2 separate regions of the Mus musculus genome follow, and region 2 is linked to region 1. Evidence: chromatin contacts called from public promoter capture Hi-C data. All regions are on one chromosome and are shown on one strand. The core of a region is the stretch at or near the end of the contact, and the rest is flanking DNA. Distances in the headings are between cores, read along the strand shown. Region 1 holds the start of Snap25 (synaptosomal-associated protein 25). Region 2 has its middle 69 kb from the start of Gm14062.

The links. Promoter capture Hi-C pulls out the DNA fragments that hold promoters and counts their contacts.
Region 2: a promoter capture Hi-C map of the 3T3-L1 cell line shows a contact between it and region 1, with 5 times the contacts expected there. The contact joins the enhancer-like site here to the promoter of Snap25 in region 1. A contact is called at or near these places in 5 of 39 promoter capture datasets (the 3T3-L1 cell line, cranial neural crest, hippocampal neurons and 1 more), 1 of 115 datasets of contacts at active chromatin or transcription factors (astrocytes) and 1 of 9 other capture datasets (pancreatic islet).

The regions. Positions count from the first base shown.
Region 1 is chr2:136,711,331-136,715,559 of GRCm38.p6, forward strand. Snap25 (synaptosomal-associated protein 25) reads left to right here and starts at 2,120. Exons shown (of 8, transcript NM_011428.3): 1 at 2,120-2,270. Gm32659 (a long non-coding RNA gene) reads right to left here and starts at 3,008. Exons shown (of 3, transcript XR_375013.3): 1 at 2,543-3,008.
Region 2 is chr2:137,806,076-137,810,494 of GRCm38.p6, forward strand. No RefSeq gene overlaps it. Among named protein-coding and RNA genes, the nearest start is that of Gm14062, 69 kb to the right of the region's middle. Within about 2 kb of position 1,691, at least 46 of the 459 cell types and tissues checked have an H3K27ac peak or open chromatin away from gene starts, as enhancers often do.

The sequences.
Region 1 (4,229 bases), core at 870-3,369:
ATTCAGAACACCAAGCTCTTCTCTCCGGTGCTTGCCACATCACTTTTGCCTGCAGAATGAGGCTCCCTCAATGACGTACTTAAAAAAAAAAGGGGGGGGGGGGAAATCCCCTGCCCCCATTCTTTCACAAACTTTCTGCCTGAATGATTTCTAGTTGGAGGGCCCTATACATATTTTCTTTCTCCTTCTTGTAGGGTAGTTTGTCTGTCTCTGCCAACTCTGCATGCTGCCTTTTTTTTCCCAAGTCATATCATAACTGAAAAATATTACATTCTTAAGCCTATTCCTGCGAGCTTTATTATAATGAAAATATGAGCTGGAATGGCAGCCTAGTGAGGGCCAAGCATATTTTTTTCTGTCGTACAAAAATTTAAATGTTGAATAACTCAGTAAGCAAATTGCAGCAGCAATATTTCAGGAATCCGGTTTTAATCAAAACCCAAACACCATCATCATCGCAAACATTAAGATTTCAAAATATCCTTTGGATCTTGGTATCTGTTAGAAAAAGGAAATTCTGCTCCTCTCCTATGTACATCCACCCAACCCCCTCCTCCCTCAGCTCCCCGTCTGTCTTCGCCTACAATTAAAAGCTTTATTACCTAAGCTTGCCTTTAAAACCAGCAAGCGTGGTGTGTGTGTGTGTGTGTGTGTGTGTGTGTGTGTGTGTGTGTGTTATCGAGACCGGGGCGGGGGGCGTTTACGCGTTGCTTTTCAGATCCAGTTTTAAGTGTGTGTGTGTGTGTGTGTGTGTGTGTGTGTGTGTGTGTGTGTGCGCGTGTGTGTTTCTAAGAGAAAAGGATTTTCCATCGCCCAAGAGGCCATCAAGTTTTAAGATTGCGAGGCACGACTTCTAATCGCATCCTCCGCGGAAAAGTACAAACAGTTCCTGAGACGAGGTCCCCCACCTCCCACGCGCTCCCCAGCTCTCCCTCCCTGCCTAGAACCCGGACAACCTCCCCAACACCTGTGAATCATCTAGAGGCTGCACCACCGAACTATTTGCATATCGCCGCCTGCCCTACCCAGCTCCTGACTGCTCCTGACGCACGACAAGCAAAGACAGGATTATATTGTGTGGTTATTACTTCTAATCTTTCATCTGAACCAGCAGAAGTAGACATTCTTGCTCATACCAGACCCAGAGGTTCAGAGGGTCGGCCACTGAAAGTGCTTGTGCAATGAGTGACCCTCCAGATTTCAGTACTGTCCTAGCCACCTTCCCCCCACCCCCACCCCCGGATGTCTGGACACGTTCTAAGAAACCCGAATACCGCTCTAGGCCCAGACTGCAAATTCAACCCGCCACAGAGTCATCTATAAGCCCCGGGCAAACAACTCGCAACTCAAAGCCCTAGCCCTGCAAACCCAAGCTAATAGGGCTAACTAGCTTCCCTCTCCCTTTCCCCAACTCAGGTGTTATCTCGGTGATAATTGCTCTGACGTACTTTAAAAGAAAGTGTGAGCCTTTCCCAAACTGGCCATGATTAAATGAGAACTCTAAACCTGCAATGCTGCTTTAATACAATAATTTTCATAAAAATAGCAATGTGAGTAACCTGGTCACGAAAGGAGCTGGTGAGAGCGAGAGCTGAGGGGAATGCCTCTTCGGACCCTCTTCTCTGGAGAAAATAAATCACAACAGAAATCTATGCCAATCCCTCACATCATTACCCTTCTATTCCTTTACCTTCCTCTCGTGTCTGTGACTCAACCAAAGACAAATCATCAGGGGAACGTTTTACATATAAATATGTATATGTTTACATTATTATAATTGTATATACATTCCAAACACACGTATTTACATACATATATTCACATATGCATGCACACGTAAGCAAACGCATAGGCCATCAGGAAAACAGTCGCAAGAAATATGTATTTCCCAAGACGGTGCTAAAATGGAGTCAAAAGAATCGCTCCATTTGGGTGTTTATAAAAGATTGAAATAAAAAGGGTTGCTGCAAAGCGCTCAGGGAGCTGAGTCAAGCGCTCCGCACCTCCCGGCTCCTCCCCTACCGCCCCCAGCCACCTTCCTCCCTCCGCCCTCCCCCATCACACTTCCTCCCCGCCCCTCGAGGAGCCGGCTATTAAAAGCTGCTGACGTCAAAGGAACGGCCATCTTTGATGAGGGCAGAGCTCACGTTGCATTGAAGAAGAAACCTCGGGGAGGTCTGGAGCTGTCTTTCCTTCCCTCCCTACCCGGCGGCTCCTCCACTCTTGCTACCTGCAGGGATCAGCGGACAGCATCCTCCGGAGAAGACAAGGTAAAGAGCCCCCTCCCCCGATCCAGGTCCTAGCCCTGTATGGCTGCATACACAGAAGGGACTGCAGCTGGCAGCCCAAGTGAGCCTGGGTAAATACAAGTATTGGTGCACTTAGGGTGCGGTATTCCCTGTGTGCATATCTACCTAGACTCTCGCCTGGGGCTGCATAAAAGTATTTTCGAGGTGAGCTGTTTGGAGAAGGAGTGAATGGGGACACTACAGATGGAGTGGTGGGAAGAAATAGCGAGGATGTGTACAGAATAATAACTTACTCTTTTGAAGCAGCCGTGGGACCCTCTTCCATCTTGCGATGCAGTTTTGAGATATGTTTAGGTTATTAGGATTGTGGGGTTTTTTTTCTACCTGTAGTCTAAAATTTAAAAGCAAAACACGATCTTGTAGTTCGTTCCAACCCTATGATTATGACTGTAGTGTTTAGGGCACTGCTACCCAAGGGAGATGAGAAGGCAGGGTGTGGGCGCTGGGGAGGCGAAAGGAGAAGGGGGGCAGTTCCCTCCCTGGGCAAGCTGAGCTGCGGCAGCGGCAGCGGCAGCAGCCTCCATGCCCCACAGACTTGATTTATGCCGCCTGCCCCAAGTCAGCTACAGGCGAGCATGTGCTGCAAAGTGGGAGAGCTCTGGAGGTTTGGTGCGGTGGGCTAGACTAGTGGGGGTGCGATGGCGGGAGCTCAGCACCCTGGACAGGAGTGCTCGGCGCCCGCGTCGGCGCCCTGACCTTTCAGCACCGCGGACAGCGATCCGGCTGCAGCGCCGCATTACCTGCTGCAGAGATGCCTGGCTGGGACTAGAGGCCAAATTTTCTCTCTGAGATCCAGGTCTTATAGAAAGTCTTAATAGAGCTCGCATAGTAGATTAAAAGAAAGACAGAAGAATAAATCCTGTCAGCAGGGATTTATTTACAGACAATTGCCTGCTCTCTTCCTCACTTCCCACGTAGCTTCAAGAAAAAGCAGACTACTTGTAGAAGCCTTCTGTATTTCTTCCTGTGCCTTGGTTTAGACAAAAACAAAACAACAAAACAAAACAAAACCATACTTTTAAAAACGGTCACTTATCCTCCATTACGACATATATACTGTAATTTTTTGTATTTAACACAGGGTAGATATATCCGTTGATATTAGGTGGGCTCCAGTGGGCTTATAAGATGATGCTAGTACTATCTATTTATAGGACAGTTCCTTCCCTGTGTTTTTTTTTAATATGGGTTATCTGAACTAGTTTCTGGAATAAATCCCTTTGTCACTTTTCCTTTATTCTTAAAACTAGGTAGAAACAAGCATACACAGCCAAAAGAAAAATTTCAATATCTTTGGCTGTGGTTTTGGAGTTAGTGCATTTCATATTAACATTGGATATGGCAGATTGATTGCTGTAGATGTTGACGTTAAGAATGGTCATCCTTGGGAGAAGTTAAACATGTCCTTCAGGGTTATGAATCGGCTGAAGCAGGAATCTGACCCCCAAGATTCACTGCAATTTCTATTATGGCACTGCAGGATTTTGCTGAGGTCATGATAACTATTTTCTTCTCTGAGGCTTAGAGACTCCGCATGAGCAAAAATTGTCATGATGATAAATATCTGTTTGATTTAGAGTCTCATAATTGTCATGAATGTATCAAGACTAAAATGATATGCTTTCCACAGTTGTTAAATGAGAATAACAGCTTCATATATAAGGATGTATATAATGCATTAAAGACATGCTAGCATGAACCCTTTTAAAGACCTCCTCCCAAAGGTCTTGAATTGTGTTCATTTAGTTATAACTCCAATCATCTGTCTCCCAAAGATACTAAAATTCTCTATTAAAAAGAGTTATTTTATCCCCAGCTATTTATTTGTGGGTTCTCTTTATAAAAATCATGTGTTTCCATGTATGTATATGCTGGCATATTATTGTGTGTAGATGTAAGTTGATCTCAGTGGAAATTCAT
Region 2 (4,419 bases), core at 441-2,940, 1.1 Mb after region 1:
ACTGTTTTTCCTATTTCTCTCTTCATAGAGCTCATGTCCTGTTATCTCTTCTTCTTCTCTGTCTCTTCCCTTTTGGTTTCTTTCTACATTCCTGGCTTCTGCAGTTACTCCACATTATCCAAACCAAAGATTCAGAGCTAGGATCCATAATTAAGAGTAAACATGCAGTTTTTTTTTTCTTTCTTTCTGGGTTTGAGTTACCTTACACAGTCTAATATTCTTCAGCTGTATGCAGTTACCTACATATTTCATGACTCTGTTTTATACAGCTGAATAGTAATCTATTGAGTATATTTAGGTCATTCCATTTCCTAGTTGTGAATAGAGAAGCAAAGAACTTGGCTGAGGTAGTGGTGGTGGAGGAGGTTGCTGCGTGTTTTGAGTGTATACTAACATAGCAAGGTCATATGGCAGATCCACTTTGGCTTTCTGGTAACTCTTCATACTGATTTTCTATAGTGGCTGAACTTGTTTCCATCCAACTGAACAGTGAGAGATGCTCTCCCTTTCACCATGGCCTCATCAGCATTTGTTGTCAGTTATGGCTTTTTTATTCCACATTAGCCATGCTGAGTAGGGCAAGACAAAAATCTCGAAGTCCTTTTAATTCGCATCTCCATAATTACTGAGAACGTTAAACATTTTTGAATATTTTAAACTTTTTACTGCCTTCATTTTTTGCTTGTTTTTGTTTGTTTGTTTGTTTGTTTGTTTGTTTTTAAACAGGGTTTTCCCTGTGTAACAGCATTGGCTATCCTAGAACTCACTTTGTATACCATGCTAGCCTCCAACTCACAAAAATCCACCTGGCACTGCCTCTTGAGTGCTGGGATTAAAGACCACAGCATATAATATATTTTGACCATATTCCTTTTCCTATCAGATGATACCCACTCCCTACAAGAAATATCTGTTCCGATTAATAGTCCATTTTTAATTGCATCATTTGTTTTCTTAATTACTTGGTTATTATTGTTCTTGTTTTTTATATGTTCTAAATATTAATCTGCTACCAGATATATAGCTGGCAAATATTGTTCCCACTCTTTGCATTTCTTCTTCACTTGATTGTTTCCCTTGCTATCCATAAGACCTTTAGTTTTATGAAGTTTATATAGGCAGTCAGTGCCCTTAATACCTGACTTTCTTTAAGGATCTCACACTTATTCTTTATATCTTTCTCCGTGTATGACATTGTCACTTTCAAGATGGGTTGCTGGATATATGATCTTCATTTTGCTTCTCTAAGTTTTCTGACCTACCACCAGGCATGAAGTAGCACTGCTGAGGATGCTAGAGGCAACAGTTAGATTACCTCTTTGCAGTAATGTAATGGGTAGAAAAAGACCCCAAGTTTTATAAACAGTATGTTGGGCTCTATCAAGGTGACATAATGGTTTTGTGATGGGAGACATCTCTGCTGACCCCTGAGGGTCATGGGGAAGCTGTCATACATTCTTGCTTTTTCAGTGATGTCCAGGGCTGTGCTTTCCATGAACTCTATCATAACAGATCTGACTGAATGAACCAATCAATCAGTGATGGCTGGAGGTTCTGGCCTTGGCCGTGGGAAGCACTTTGGTTTATGGAGCCTTTAAACTTCTGTTATGAGGAGCTGTTTAGACAAGTTAAGTTGTACAGTTTCACTTTGGGGAGGAAAGAGATTTTCCTTCAGTTTTTATTCATTACTTATTGCAAAAGTGATTTTGCAATGACGGATTTCGAAATTTCTTCCTGGGCTTCTAAACCACCATGGTGTTCAGCAAGCCCAAGCAAGTTTTCAAAAGCAGGGTTTTCCCTTCAAGTCTTACCTCTCAAGCTGCTAGAAGGAAGCTTTGCATATCCGTGTATGTGTAGGGCACAGAACTGATACAAGAATGGTGGAAGGACTGTAGCAGTAGGTGATGGATGTGTCCTCAGAATTTTGCCCCTCCTTAAATACTTCCCATTGATCACAAAATCTCCTGCTAAGATACAGGTTCTGTGGCTTGCCTTACAGCACACTGTTCGTGAGTCCTATTTTGTGCTTCTCTAGCATGGTTTCCACTGTATAATTTCCAAAGCAAAGACACTGAAGCTTGTTCCAGAAATGTCCTTTTCAATGATTGAGCAATGAAATAAATACACACACACACAAAAAAAGCAGAATGGGGGAAATGGTGAGTGTTTGAGTCATTGGGTAGTTTTGTCCTTTTCTGTATTTTTATTAGAGTTTTCTTTTATGATTATTGATCTCCATTAGCATTATAATTATAAATACTTGATAAGTTTCTCTCTTTGATCTGGCCTACTTGTCATTCAACAGTCTTTTAAAGGGTGGATTCTTTCTTTCAATCTTGACATTTGCTATTGTTCTCATCCCTGAATGGCTTGCTTGCTGCTCTCAAAAGCTGCCCAGCATCACTGAGAGAGTATATTGCAGTATCAAGTACCATGGCTTCAGGCTCTGCCACAGCTGCCCACTTTCTAAAAGCTCCCTTTATTCTTTACAACTGCACTTACTCAATTGAGACTAACAAATGTCAGCTCTTTTCTACCTTTCATACAGCGGGTGCATGCACGAGCACAAGCACTCGCACGCGCGCGCGCGCGCACACACACACACACACACACACACACACACACACACACACACAAACCCCTTGCAAGTGTAATAAATCCCTATTTCTGCACAGGATGCATTAATATACCTTGCAATTGCCTGCCCCTGTTGGTTTTAGTCCTTGGCCCTTTTATTCCCTTCCTTTGTACTTCAGCTTCCTCAGCTCCGGTATTCCCAGCCTTAAAATCCAAGTTGCAAATGCAAAAAAACAGGCCCACCCATTTAGGAGGAATTGAATGGTTCTGATTGTAACAAACATACTTCTGCATGGCTCTGCTCACTGAAGCACTCCGAGTTTGGCTCATGAGAAGCAGCAAATCTTAAATTCAAGACTAATCTATGAGTCTCAGACTGAAAAGCACTGTGGGGGAAAACGGGAATAGGCAATGGAGCATTGTGTTACAGAACATTATATACAATAGGCACACTATATTATGGCATATATTGTATGTATCTGCATACAATATATTTTTTACCAGACCCCATACACATACACATGTGTGCATACATACACACATGCATGTGCATACACACACACACACACACACACACACACACACACACACACAGGACACCGCACACAGAGAAAAAAATAGAATCTTCCTACTCAGTGTGATTTGGTTTTTTTGCTTTTTTTTCAGCCTCATATAGTAATATTACTTCTTAGAAATAGCTATATTTTGATGTCTAGAATTAACCATGATGATAATAGCAGTAGGCAGTTTCCACAAACATGAAGATGGATCTATCTTCATTGAGTAAAACATATGAGATGAAAAACCCCTTTACTTCATCGCAGCCCACTAGGTAATGATCAAGGCTTTCCATACAAAGCTAGAAGTTTTCTGAAGACTTATTTATGGTTTTATAGAACAACTTAAAGGATTATTAAATTCATACGGACCTGTGAGTGCCCATGTCTCTTTAAAAATATGAATGGGAGCTTTCTCCAATCCTTGAAGAGTCAAGAGGTAGGTCATACTTGAGTGGTAGTATTTGCATATAGAATTTCTAAGGTTCCTTTTCAAACCAAAATTTCGTGACTCTCTGCTAATGCCATTTTTATTTTCATTCATTCATTCACTCATTCATTCATTCATCTCAAAGAACAGTCTACAGACCTTAAGCATTGACCTCAAGGTACTGCAGGAGACTTGGTTAGGAATGCCACCTGCCGCCTGAGGACCTGTACCACAAAAGGTCTCATATATACATAAAAATAGAGAAGTCCAATGGTCCTAATCCTTTTATTTATTGAATAATAAACTAATTGCCAAAACATGAAATGAATTCCCAAAGTTGCTACATGAATTTACAGCTCCTACAATTATGATTTTATTGTATGAATCAACTGTTTCTTTTAGAGTCTCTCTTTCCTGACTGTTTGGTTTTATCATTGATGTCTTGGGCTTGGCATGACACTATAGACATTTCCTAAGTCACCTGCATTAGGACCTTCTGCATTGGCAATGGTTTTGAGTGCATCACCCTCTAGGCACTTTCAGGCACTGAACATTTGAAAAAGGACTGGGACTGTTCAGTGCTAGAGGAGAAGACCTCTATCTTTATGTTATAGTGATGGCTCAGCTTTAACATGGGAAGGGGCATTTAAGGGCTTTGGTTTAGATAGAATGGAATATAGTAGTACCTTCACCTTTATTACAGGAAAAACAGATTACATTTGTCTTAGTACAAGAATAGTGTCCAACAAAAAAGAATCAAGGTTGTTATTTAAGAAATTGGGAAAAGAAGTAAAAGAATCTTTAGGTTCTTTTGTGAACTGAGCAATGTGTATGAACGTTCATAAACAAGCTAGG